2 separate regions of the Gossypium hirsutum genome follow, and region 2 is linked to region 1. Evidence: chromatin contacts called from public Hi-C data. All regions are on one chromosome and are shown on one strand. The core of a region is the stretch at or near the end of the contact, and the rest is flanking DNA. Distances in the headings are between cores, read along the strand shown. Region 1 holds the start of LOC107887261 (expansin-A15). Region 2 holds the start of LOC107887371 (fructose-bisphosphate aldolase-lysine N-methyltransferase, chloroplastic).

Region 1 (6,974 bases), core at 3,528-6,027:
GCTAAAACCTATGATAAACTTGTCATAATTTTAACTTGTTTGTGGAGTTTAAAATTCTATGAATATACTAAATATTTTTTCAATTATAAATATATTATAAAAATCAAAATTTAAAATTTAAAATATATGAAAAATTTATAAAAATTAACATAAAGTATATACAAATTGTCATGTATCAATATTTTTGTTAAAAAAATAAAATAATTTTTTTAAAAAAATTGGTGGTCACAATAATTTTTTTAAAAAAATTTAAGGTAAAAGTTAAGTAAAAATAATGATGAGGAAAATAACTAAAAATATAAATATTAAGGATTAAATTATGAATGTTAAGACTTAAAAGCATGGAGATTCCAAATAAGTCTGATTTTACTCAGTAGTAGTAATATGGCGAGAATCAGGGGCCCTTTTATTTCGGCACCCATTAAAGAATACTTCCCGCTTTTAGTTTATCAACACGTAATCAAGTTTGGCTCTAGCTCCGGATCCGGCTATAGCCTATACCTACACAAACTGTAAAATTTATTCAACATAAAAGTATGGTGTGGAAAACTACAATGCTTAGCAAGTATGTCCCACTTAGAGCTTGTTTGGTTGGGTGTATTGGCATAGCCATTACATCCCTAATCGTGGGCCCCACTCAATACATTGTTTGGTTGGGTGTATTAGCCTAATACGGGTCTATTACATTACTGATCTAATCCCCAAATTCCACCGATTTCCAATCCCTCCGTTGTGCTCAGTTTAGGTCCGGATTGTGTTTTGGTCCCTGTTTTACCCCCTGATTCACGCTTCTGTCTTACCCCTGTTTCTTCCTTCTACCTTTCTTCTCCACTCTCCTCACCTTTTTGTCTTACCTTTCTATCTCCACCGATTCACGCTTCTACCTTTCTATCTTACCTCTCTTTGGCGTCACAACTGGACTTCGAACACCGATCAGAAAGCAGCCCCCTTCTCACGTTTTCCGTTCCTCTCCATCGGTGAAATTGTGTTCTATCCATTGGAACCGGTAAGGAAGATACAACCTTATTTTTTATTTAAAAATATGTTTTCCCAATGATTATTGGATTAAATTTCATCCTTTTAATAGTTTTGTTTCTTGGTTTGGAGATTTAGAAATTGGATTAAAGGAAACAATGGAACACGGGTTTTTCACTGATAATAGTGCTGCCACTTTTTCTTTAACTGATGAGGATCATACCATAGCTAACGCTGTTAGATTCACTTTGAATCAAGAGTCAGTTCACTCACATCTGTTTTTGGCTTTGATTCATGCTGGGTTTTCTTTGTTTTAAGTGATTGTATTGAAAGTGGAAGCTATCCTTTTTATGTTGTGCAGCCCAAGGGTTACATTCTGTGGCTACAGTATTCCTCATCCTTCAGAGGCTCGAGTTAATATTAGAGTTCAAACCACTGGTAAACTCAATATAACACTCTTTTTCAAGTTAGAAGGAAATGAAATTAGATCCTTAAATATTGTGTTTTCAATGCTAAGGGCAGGCTTTTGTTGCTAAATAATTGTGGTAACACTGTTTGATTCAGTTAGAAGTCAAATGTCGTTTCCATATGTGAACAATTTCTGGTTTTTAAGTAGCGACTTTGTTTCATGTTGGCCTGGACATTTTCCAGATTAGTAATTATAAGTTTGAATTTGGCTACTAAATCACGCCAGTTAATGATTTCAGTGGGCTGGTGTTTCAGACTTTCAGTTGAATTGACTTTGGTTTCGAATATTTTTAGTGATGGAAATAAGCACGATTTATTTGAATTATGATTGAATTGGAGAAGCTGCTTTTTGTACATTTTGAGAAATATCAGGCCCTTGGATACACAAAGGGTGTTAACTTGCGCCCATCTCAATTACCTCATTCCTGCCCATTGAATTGGAGAAAGTTCTTTTTTTTTTTAATGATTCCGTGTTGTTTTCTTCTTTATGAGGAGCTCATTTCAGTAAAGTTAACCTTTCTATTATGCAGGAGGTACAGTATTTGATGCATCACAATATGCATTTTTTGGAAACGATGTTCTCGAGGAAGTTGAATTGGAGGGGCTAGATGATGAGGATGAGGATTTACCTACAGCTGGACTTGATGAAGAGGAGTTTTTGTTTGATCAAGAGGAGGTTAATATTCTTGTTTCTTTCAGTTTTTTTTCCTGTTTCGATTGTTCTTGCAAGTTTCTGCAGCATAGCACAACCAGTGACTATTTGATCGGAAAATAAATGTCTCCCTTCCAGGTGTCATGCTAAAAAATAGCCTTTTGGATTATTGTTGGATTTTTTCTCCATGTTCTTTAACAGATAGATTCCACTGCATTCAATTAGTGGTTGGCATGCGAGTTTTATTTGTAGAATAAAGCTCTGTGGGAGTTCATATTATATATTGTTCTATTTGTCTGTGCAAAACATTGTGAACCTTGTTCTCTGTATTTATAAGTTGACAATGTAGCCATCTTAGTTGGCTGCTTTCCGAAGTCAATTTATTTGATTCGTTCTCTTTGCTCTTCACAATGAGAGGTAGCTCTTTTGTACTTTTTTAATAAGATCATATTATACATGCTCTTTTGCAGTGGTCTAGTGGTTTAGTATCCTGTTAATAAAACCATATTGTATATTTGAATAGTTTGGAGATTGTGTTAACTGTATTTGGTGCTTCTTGAAGTAATGTTTGTTGTGTCTTATATGCTTCCTGAATCAAATATGGAGAGAAGGTAGTATATGGAGTTTATATTTTCAAGTATTTTTCACACAATTGATTTATCTGTTCCCTTCATTGAGGGGAAAACATGGAATGAATTGACTTACACCTCACTTCTTCCTCAAACACCTTTGGTACCACTTATTTTCATAAAATGATAAGAATCTTTTCAGATTACAACTTCCAGAGGTCTATGTCACCTTCTTGACAATCAGGTTTTTAGGAATCTTTTTACCCATCATGCAGAAGTTTTAGACAAAATCTTGTTCGTGGTTGCTGCTAGATGCATGATACTGCCTCATTTCCTCTGTGGTGGTTCTTCGCTCTCCCCCTTCTTAGTATTTTTGGTTGTTGAGTCTTGGAGGCAGTTGTATTCAGTAATGGCTGGCTTGCTTTAATGCATTGCTTCTGTATATCTTTGTAGAAAACGAATCTGTATCTATTTTTAACACAAATTTGATTAGTTCATGCCAATGGATTTGTAAAGTTAAATTAGTTATTGGCGTTAGAAATTTACTCTTATGCCTGGAAGGAGATCTGGCTTATAGATCAACTACTGGAGTTAATTATGGAAATTTGTTTGATTTGGTTTCTTATAAAATTGTTACCCTGTTCTATTTATGTTGGAGTAGCTGAAATCTGATGTTGCATTTGTCATTAACAAATAGCAATCCAGAAAGAGAGGAAAGTGATATCATCCCCTCCACTTTTTCCTTAGAATTGCGTACTTCAAACTTTTTAAATTGTATAAATTCATATAAGAAAATTTGTTATGATGTTGTAAAACTATATAACATATGAATTATGATGTAGAATTTTATTTTCATCTAACCTTTTCTTAATATAAGTTAATTATGTTTATGCAGAATATAATTCTCAAGTTATTTTTTGATTTTAGTAAATTCATATAAGAACATTTTATTATTAAATTATATTTAATATTAATTATTTTAAATTGTATAAATTCATATAAGAAAATTTATTATCACGAATTTTATGAAATTATATATTATTATTAAATTATATTTAATAATAATTATTTTAAATTATACAAATTCATATAAGAAAATTTATTAGTTATAATTATTTTAAATTTTATTAAATCATATATTTTAATTAAAATATTTTTAATATTAATTACTTCAAATTATATTTTATAGTATCATATATTATGATTTTAGTAAATTCATATAAGAATGTTGATTATTAAGAATTTTATTAAATTATATATTTTAATTAAAATATTTTTAATATTAATTAATTTAAATTATATTTTATAGTATCATATATTATGATTTTAGTAAATTCATATAAGAATTTTGATTATTAAGAATTTTATTAAATTATATATTTTAATTAAAATATATTTAATAATAATTATGTTAAATTATCTTTTATAGTATCATATATTATGATTTGAGTAAATTCATATAAGAATATTAATTTTTAAGAATTTTACTAAATTATATATTTTAATTATAATATATTTAATAATAATTATGTTAAATTATATTTTATAGTATCATATATTATGATTTGAGTAAATTCATATAAGATATTGATTATTAAGAATTTTATTAAATTATATATTTTAATTATAATATATTTAATAATTATTATGTTTAAATATAATTAAATGCTCTATTATTGATATTAATAATCTTATTAAAATTTAAATAACAATAACAATAATTATTTACCCAAACAAATTTATGCTAAGGGTATTCTAGTCATTTTAGTTTTTTCCATTATGCTATTATACCTCTATTCCATTCAACCAAACATAAGATTACTATTACGCCTCTATTCCATTACATTCAACCAAACAGTTGATTTGCTATTACACTTCTATTTCATTACATCTCTATTTCATTACACCTCTAATCCAATACACCTCTAATCCAATACAGCGAACCAAACGTGCTCTTAGATTTTGATTTTCAAGGCAATTTACTATTCAGAAATCTACAAAACCACGCGGTTTCAACTTTCAACTTTACCCTGCAGCAGCTCCCCATGTGCCTTTGTGTTTTTACCTATGAACTATTTTCTATTTGTGAATAAACAAATAGGGCTTGGTCCCCTTTGGTAGTTAGGTTTAGTTGTAACTTGCAACGGTGCCCATCCCCCAAAATTTCTATAAATCCCCCCTTCACCTTTTCCCCTTTTCCTCACTCAGCTGCCTTGCACTCATCTCCTACCTCTCTTTTTCACTCTTCCAATCTTCTTCCTCTTCATGTAATCTTCTTATCCATCTCATGTTAGTTTTAGTGCTTTTAAGAAGGAAAAAAAAGTGTTACCATTTTGAGTTTTTTTATTGTTTCTTACTCGCAAGTGCTTAAACAAACTTCACTCTGTTGTTTGTTCGCAGGAAAATGGCTTTTGCTAAGGTCTTTCTGTTGGGGTTTCTCGCGATGGTCTCTGGTGTTCAGGGATATAGTGGTGATTGGACTAATGCACATGCAACCTTTTATGGTGGGAGTGATGCTTCAGGAACAATGGGTATGCTTCAAATGAAGCCATCTTTTAGGCACAACGGTTTGGGTTGGATGGCTTATTTCACTAATTCTTAACTTGGGTCTTTTTTAGGTGGGGCTTGTGGTTATGGAAACCTGTATAGCCAGGGTTATGGGACAAATACTGCAGCTTTGAGCACTGCTTTGTTCAACAATGGGCTGAGTTGTGGATCTTGCTATGAGATTAAGTGTATGGATGATGGAAAGTGGTGCCTGCCTGGTTCCTTTGTGGTCACAGCCACCAATTTCTGCCCTCCAAACAATGCTCTCCCTAATAATGCAGGGGGCTGGTGCAACCCTCCTCTGCAACACTTTGACCTTTCTCAGCCTGTTTTCCAGCATATTGCTCAATACAGAGCTGGAATTGTGCCTGTTGCTTACAGAAGGTATGTTTTGCCTTTTGCTGCTTCCCTGTGAAATGGGCTTTCTAAAGAGGCCTATTTATTTCTCTAACCACTCAGTAATTTTCAAATTTAACTTGTCTAGTGTTCCAATTCTTTTAGTAATGTATGAAAAACCTTATTTTAAGGCAGTAAAAAGGTCAATTTATGAGCTTAACTATAAAAGGGTTGGAATTAATTGTTTTGGCTGCATATGAGGCCTGCTTTTCTCCCTATTAGAGTAATATTTAGGGTCAGTTTCTGTTTTGCAAGACAGACAAACGACACTTTTGGTCATTTCCACTGGTAAATACATTGCTTTTACTTTCTTTAATGGGTAGTAACCGCGCAGTAATATCACTTACTTTTATTAACCATTGGGTTTTTTACTTTGTAGGGTACCATGCAGAAGAAAGGGAGGAATCAGGTTCACCATTAATGGCCACTCCTACTTCAACCTAGTTCTTATCACCAACGTTGGCGGTGCTGGTGATGTACATGCGGTGGCCATCAAGGGCTCCAGGACTGGTTGGCAGCCCATGTCTAGGAACTGGGGCCAGAACTGGCAGAGCAACACCTACCTCAACGGACAAAGCCTCTCATTTAAGGTCACAACAAGCGACGGCCGTACTGTGGTTTCCAGCAATGTTGCCCCAGCTGGGTGGTCCTTTGGGCAGACCTTCACTGGCCGCCAATTCCGCTAGAGGAACACATTATTATCTTAGGCTTTTTAAGTTTTAATTAATAATTACTATATAAATATACCAGGCATCCAAAGTAGTATTTAACTAGCTTGACTTTTAGTATAGCTAGCATATTATATATCTATAGGGCCCTGTAGTGGGACTTTCGGGTCACTCAAAAATGTGAAGGGCTTATTTTAAAGTAGCCCATTTATCATTTTGGGTTTTTAGTTTTATTATGGGGTAGGTGTCCTAATTAAGTTACCTTTTTAAAAAAAAAAAAAAAGTATTAAGGGTCACTTTTCCTTCTGTTGTTTGTTAAAACAGGAGGAGATGGCAGAGGTGGGACTTTTACCACCCGCCAGCAGTGTTAACCTAGTAGGTCCTTTGGTTTTTTTTTCTCCTCCGTTTGGGATGTTGAGAAGCATTGTTTTTGCTTGTAAGCTCAATTCATCAGCTTTTGCTGGGTGATTATCTCCTTGGATTTTATCATATATGTATGAGTGTAATTTGTAAATTTTGCAATGCAAAACTATAACTTTGATTTATTATGATATGATTCCATGTTTATCATTTTTATTCTTTGGGCTGTTATAAAATTACCAAATGATTATTATCCTAAAAAACCCAAGGAAAAGTCGGGAGATTTTATCATTTCAGAACCTTCCTCTTTGGTTTTCCTTACATGGGAGCGGCAGCAAG
Region 2 (7,224 bases), core at 4,274-6,773, 250 kb before region 1:
ATGCCTTCGACTCTGTTTTACAGATTCTACCACTGTTCAGTAAGCATAAGGTGGTACACTTCAATAGGACAGATACACGACTTGCAAATAATGGGATCCCACTCTCTCTTCAAAAACTGAGATGCCGTGTTAATTTCCAAGGACTGAAATTTACTCCCCAGATTGAGACATTGGGGCACAAATTGGTTCACATTCTTCAAGAAAAGGGACCCGTTGTGGCATTGCATCTGAGATATGAGATGGACATGTTGGCTTTCTCAGGTTGTACACATGGTTGCACTGTGGAAGAAGCCGAGGAGCTAAAAAGATTGAGGTTTGTTTTGTTTGAAGCTGATAGGTTCCTGTCAAAACACTCAAATTATCTTCAGCAAGGATTGATGTCCCCTGTGTTTAGGAGACACACACTAGTCACCCCCAGCATGCTTGCACATATGCAAACAAGATTGTGAAGTAATGTGCTTCTACTTAAATATGAGCATTTTTCTAAAGTGTAATGCTAAATTTGGATGGACGATAAAGCTAAGATGCCTCCAACTCTTGGTGGTTATGAATAACTAAATTGAGTTAGTTTCTGCGAAATATGATCTGATTTGCATCAAATGCTAGAATTAGTGATGATAAGAAATTAATCTAAACTTTTCTCTATAAAGTATCTTGTCATCTCAACATTATCAATAACAAGTATCTCAGTATGCAAAACAAAAATGTAACTAGATTGTTATCCCTTCCTTTCAGGTATGCATTCCCTTGGTGGAGAGAGAAAGAGATAGTGTCTGAAGAGAGGAGACAGCAAGGGTTGTGCCCTCTGACACCGGAGGAAGCAACATTAGTTTTGCAAGCATTGGGTTTTACTAAGGAAACTCAGATTTATATTGCTTCCGGTGAGATTTATGGCAGTGAACGGAGACTGGCACCACTAGGAGCTGCATTTCCACGGATTGTGAGTTTATGACCCTCAAATATGTAGCTTTTGGTATTAACAAATTTCCTTTAATGCTCATCAAATCAATTTTTTTTATTATATATTTTGCAAAATTAGTTGGATGCTTGTCGAAACTTTAAGCTTTTTTCCAGTAAATTTTGCAATGTATTGGTTATAGAAACCTAATTCAAATTATCATTGAGGCCTTCTATGATTCCAGTGGTAACAAGGCACTCATCCACGTCGAACAGTTTATATTTCATGAATCATTTTTGTTGTGCTTAATTGAGTCCCTGAATCTCTTTAAAGCGTTGATCAGCAGGGTTTAGCTCTAAGTTTGGCTTTTAAATCAGGCATCTGTTGTGTGTATATATATATATATTTTGCACATGATTCTTCTAGATCTCAAGACATTATTACAATTTCAGGTTAAAAAAGAAACACTATTAGATCCAGCGGAGTTGCAGCAATTTCAGAACCATTCATCTCAGATGGCAGCTTTAGACTTTATGGTAACGATTGCCAGCAATACCTTCATTCCCACATATGATGGGAACATGGCAAAAGTTGTAGAAGGTCATCGCAGGTACGTATATTGCTGAAGTATGTAACAAGCGAGTGGGGATTGTTTTCATAGTCTTGACAAAGCTTTTCTTTAGGTATCTTGGGTTTAAAAAAAGTATCCTGCCAGATCGAAAGAAACTTGTTGAATTGCTGGATTTGCATCAGAATGGGACACTTCCATGGAATGATTTTGCACTAGCTGTAAGGCAAGCGCATGAAAAACGGATGGGACAGCCCTTCCATCGTCGGATTATTCCAGACAAACCAAAGGAGGAAGATTATTTCTATGCAAATCCTCAAGAGTGCCTTTGTGAGGGAACAGGTTGTGAAGACTTACTAGACCCTCGTAAATCAAGTAAGCTACAATGACTGCAGGTAAGCAGCTCTGAAACTCAGCTCGAAATGGTTTCCACGCAACTGTTCCTAAACTTTATGGACGATAACCAGTCAGGTCCTGGAGAAATTCTCTAAACATCCATGTATAAATGTACTTCAAAAGAGTTTTGTAAGAAACAACAGCAGGAAGTCCTCCAGGTTCCATCTAGGCACAGAAAGAAAAAAAAGGAAACATATTTTATCCCCTTTTTGCTTATAGATTTATTTGTTTGTTGTCCCCCGCTTACCTGTTGATTTTGTATTCAGCACTGTCACATAATTCCACTGTTGAATTAACCAAATATTTGTACAGTTAGTGCCTTGATGTGAAGAATTGATTTCTCATCTTCTGAATCTAGCACAAATCATCACACAAAAGGAATGCATAACCAGGAAATCATTAATGATTTTATCTAGCTGCAGTTCAATGTTAAATTGTTAAGAAATATAGCTCGGGTTGAGGATGGATAAAAAGAGTAGCTACTAGGCAACAGAAATCATCTACCAAGCAAAATTCCCTACAGCAAAACTACAACATGATTGAAGGGCATTGTTAAAATGTTGTGCAAACTAAATTTGGACAGTCGTGATGGGAATTTCCTTCGATCTTTAACACATGGACCTTGATATATATTGCAAGTCTTTGACATGACCTAGTTGGTCTCCCAGAAGATGATTTCACCTTGCTCTCCAACTAGACCAAGATCTTTGAGCCTTCTTTCCTGGTAATATTCCAACTCATCCAATTCTGATTCCCGTCCTTTAAATATCTCATCAATTTGCTGGAGCACCTTCTTTTCTCCTGCCCTGATTCCTACAGCAATTTTCAGCCTCGAATCAAGATTTTCGTCTTCCATCAGCTTTTCATCCTGCAATTAACATGAATTGTTCAGTAATGAAACACTCATTTGGAAAATTTTTGGTTAGAAGGAAATTGTTTGCTCAAATTTATTGAAAGAAGCCGAAGGTGGTTGTTAGAGAAGAGTCACTGTGACATAGGATTAAGGATGCAATCCTATACCCCTAGTAGAATGATTCTCTTTAGCACATATAATTAGCAAATAATCCTTTTGCAGGCGTTGATAAATTAATTACTACTAAATAATTAGCTTTGATTTTTATACAAGAAAAGATATAGCTTTACCTCTTCAATGGTGGTATGATAGCCAGAGAGAGCAGATTTGCAGGCATCACGGACAACCCGGCATATGAGCTCTTCATTGGCACGACTTACAGGTAAATCAAGGTGGCCCCAAATTGTGTTTCTAAAAATAGATTCCAAGAGGAAAGCATCTGTTCCCCCAAGTGCCACCAGTCGTAGATATGGAATGAGTGCTGGTGGAAGAGGACGACCCAAAACTATGTCAAAATAGGCAGTCTCACTCAAACCATTTGTCTCAGCAATGTCGAGCTTGTCTCCAAAAAAGGGATCTGACTCCGATATCTCCAATGTTAACGTGTAAGCATTGCGCTCGGACTTTGATTCTATGAATCCATAATCAAGTGCTAACTCAGCATTACTCTTGTCTAGATCATATTGAATCAAAACCTGTTGAATCGTCTTCTCAATCAGTCTATACAATGGAACATGTTTCATATCATATCCAGGGGCTGGTAGGGGCCAGGCGTAAAATTTCAATTTGGCACTTTAAATTTTACAAGATTTTAATTTAGTAAAAGATAACAGTATACTTTGGTCCCAAAAATGACAAAATTTTGATTTTGTCCTTCAAAACTTATAAATATATAAGCTATTAAAATTGTGAAATTGCATTTTAATTCTCATAAGGTTATATAACTTAATTCTATAAAAATTATAAAAATTTTCTAGCTTTGCCCTTGATGATAACATAATTGTTTTGCAACATGCATGTTATAAAAGGATCAAGTTAATCCAGTCTGTCATATAAGTAAACTATATGATCTGCATACATGTAATCTCAGAATTTTTCAGCTTAGAATTGTATCAGACAATTTGAGTCCTTTCACGTTTATAAATCTTGGGTGCGTTAATTGATTAGCTAAAATGGCAGGAATGCTAAGACAACGGGATAGGTGGATGATATATATAAAATATAATATAACCCTTCTCAGATAGCTTCTAAAAGAAAAAAAACTCACCTGCTCCTCAGCCTTGACAGAAACTGGAGACCGCAAGGAAAAGAGGAGATCCCTAGAGAAAAGTCCAGCTCCTTTAATCTCCCATGCATAATCTTCTGTAGTTATGTTAGGGCTGTGGTTGATCTGATTAATGAAGAAAAGTTAAAGAATGAAACTAAAGGCAGTTATAGCTTTCCACATAACCATGACTGTTACAGCTTTTCTTTCATATTCTGTAAATTGGGAACAAGTTGCGGGGATGATCACCCTTTTATATCAGACCAACTTGCATGTAATTTCTGGAAACTGATTCCAGGGCAAGCAAGATGATGTTTGGAAACATAGTGAAGGGATGCTGCTTACCAAGTCTGCAAGAGGTATTAAAACAAGATTTTGACCGCGAAGGCGAGAAAATGCTCTTGACCTGAGAATCCCAAATGCCCAGAAGAAATCATCCAATGTTATAGGGGCTGGAAAGAGCTGCTTGTTGGGGAGTATGATTTCTTCCTCTACTTTCAAGAACTCATTCTGCACATATTCTTTCACCCCCAGTGTTGTGCTCAACAATTGAGTACCTGGTCATTGGAATGCAGTACCAACTATGAAAATTGAAACAAGATAATCTTCAACCTAAATAACATGGAAAACAATATTTCTAATCCAGCTGCTTTGCTGCAGTGTTGTACAAACTTTGATAAGGAGACTATAACTTCTTACAAGTAAAATCCTAAGCATTTACCTTGAAGCTCAGCTAGCTCTTCTTCTGACCTGCACTGGAACCATAAAGAAACAACACTTTATCAACCACAATGATCTAAGCCCCATTAACGAAATGGAAATTATTATTTATAACCCAAAAAACAGATTTGTTTTTAAAGATAAATGGGGGTAAAAAGGAAATAAGAAACCAAGCCACACCCACCAAAACACAGTGGAATCTGTTAACTCTGGAAGTATATCAAGATAAACCCCCCATTTAGAATCTTGCCTAAACCTCTCCCTGATCAAAAACAAAGCTACAGACACCCAAGGCTTCAATCCACTACACACGGTTCCAATCTCAGAAGCTACAACTGCATCCTGGTTTATCCAAAACCGGTTAGGAATCTCCAAGACAACCTCGTTCCTGGAAATATTCTTTTTTGCAATGAGTCCAAGTCCTTCAGGGACCATTCCAGGCCTTACGGGAGACTTGGCAGAGACAACACCCTGGTCCTGGAGCCATTGCCAGAAGGTTTGGAGCTGCGGTGGAGGGTCAGCGGTTGCTGAAACAGGGATGGGTTTCTTTACAAAGTGGATGGAAAGTGTGGGTTTAGTGGAGAAAGAAGAAAAGGGTTTGAGAGTAGTTGAAGAAGAGGGGAAAGAAGAAGAAGGTGATGAGAGAGTGAAAAGTGAAGGTGCCATAAAGAAGGTTGTAATGGATGAGATAAGATGTGGTGGGGGATTTTATAGCTTGTGGCTTTGGATTATATTCTTTTCAACATTTTTACATGAAATATCCAACTGAACCAATCACTCAAGAAAAGAAAACCAATGAAGTTGGATCAGCCTACTACTTGAGTCCATCATTTTATATCTTCGTATCTCAACTTTATAGTTTCAAAATTACCCTTCTTCTACTTTTTATGGTTTTTCAGCCCATGATGGCTTTTCAGTGGTAGAATGAGTAACCCTACATGCGATGATCTCAGGTCCACTTGCAACCCACAAAATAATGCAAAAGATGCATGTATTATGAACAAACAAGGATTTGACTTGTCAACCAAAATGTATATTCCATGTTATTTATTTAGCTCTATGAAAGGGTGAAATAACTTAACAGTAGTATCTTATTTAGGCTGTTCAAAAATAAATAAATTTTCCATCTAATATTTTAAACTATATTTTATTTTTAAAACAACATTAAGTATCAAGTTGAATTAAATATTTGTGCGTCGGATGATTTTTTTGTTGGAAAATTATTTGGATTTAAGTTGAATAGCTTCAAATTTAAAAATTTTAATTTTTAAATCAATTTGAATCAGGGTGGAGTCAAGAAATTTAAATTGTAGGGTCAAATTTAAAAAAAATTAAATATTTATAAAAGTCATATAAATTAATCTACAATACTAATCCTTGATAAAATAATGTATTATATTGTTAGATGTAAGACTATTATGTAGTTTTTGTACTAAGAAGTTGGAAACTTTTGATCCGTTCTTGCAATTTTTTGGGGAAAAGTTGCGATTGCGAGGTTGATAAGGTAACTTTTACAAATATATCATTATCATATTATCTCTATCATTTGGATGATAATTTGTAATGTAAGCTCTAATCCTTGAATAGGTAGAAAGTTTTGAAGACTAAACTTTACTCTTTTGACCTTTTTTTTCATATTGGTTTGTATTTCCCTTTAGTATTCATCCTTTCCTTCTTGTTCTTCTTCTATTTCACTAGTAGACTTTAGAAAAATAAATTTAAGCCTTAAACACAAAAGTTTTTACGAAGCCAACAACTAGAAATTTTCTTTCACAAAAATGTGGAGTTATGCCTCGTATTTTTCGGCTTTTCTTCTTCCAGTCAAACTTTGTTTTTAGTTTCTCACTTAAACTATGGTTAGTGTAGGTTATTTTAATATTATTTTTACTTACGAATTTAGCCTATAAGTAGATTTAGGTATTAGCTTTCACAAGCTTTCATAAAATTTTGTGTTTATATTTTGAGGGTTTTTATTTTAGATTTTAGGGTTTAGTTTTATCTCCATCTTTTGTAATATTCGTTTTTGCCATTTTAGTGAAATTATTTGTAACAACCCGATTTTGGGCTTAGTCAGAACAGTGGTTTCAGAACCACTAATTCGTGTTTGAAAAAATTATTTTTAATATTATTTAATGGGTGATGGCATGTTTATAAAGGTGCATGAAAATTTTGGTGACTTAATTTTAACGTTTGTGAGCTTAATTGAGAAAAAGGACTAAATCGCATAAAGTGCAAAAGTCCTATTTTGATAGCTAAGGGTGTCAAATAGTTAGAGAACCTAAATTGGGGGTCTTTAAAGGGAAATTAGACCCTTTAAAGAGACATGGCCGACCATAGGAGACAAAGATGGTCAAAAAAGTCAAAATTTGGTGGGTTTGGTGATTAAATTGACTAAAATAAAAATAAGATAAAGAGAAAAGATATCATCTCCCTATCTCCTTCTCCACAAAAAATTCAGCCATTGTAGGGGTTTTTGAGCCTCAAAAATTTCAATCACTCTCTACTCTTGCAAGTAAGTGACTTTA

Evidence for each region. Hi-C and Micro-C count contacts between places; a contact is called where the count stands out from the background.
Region 2: a Hi-C map of leaf shows a contact between it and region 1, with 2.5 times the contacts expected there. The contact joins the promoter of LOC107887371 here to the promoter of LOC107887261 in region 1. A contact is called at or near these places in 4 of 34 Hi-C or Micro-C datasets (callus and leaf).

Annotation. Positions count from the first base shown.
Region 1 is chrA03:67,018,209-67,025,182 of Gossypium_hirsutum_v2.1, reverse strand. It overlaps LOC107887261 (expansin-A15), which reads left to right and starts at 4,777. Exons shown (of 4, transcript XM_016811452.2): 1 at 4,777-4,931; 2 at 5,065-5,195; 3 at 5,283-5,595; 4 at 5,987-6,823. The coding sequence starts at 4,930. The coding sequence ends at 6,293.
Region 2 is chrA03:67,263,851-67,271,074 of Gossypium_hirsutum_v2.1, reverse strand. LOC107887371 (fructose-bisphosphate aldolase-lysine N-methyltransferase, chloroplastic) reads right to left here and starts at 5,523. Exons shown (of 6, transcript XM_016811579.2): 1 at 4,884-5,523; 2 at 4,701-4,729; 3 at 4,325-4,536; 4 at 3,983-4,105; 5 at 3,006-3,410; 6 at 2,248-2,730. The coding sequence starts at 5,365. The coding sequence ends at 2,515. It also overlaps the pseudogene LOC107887370.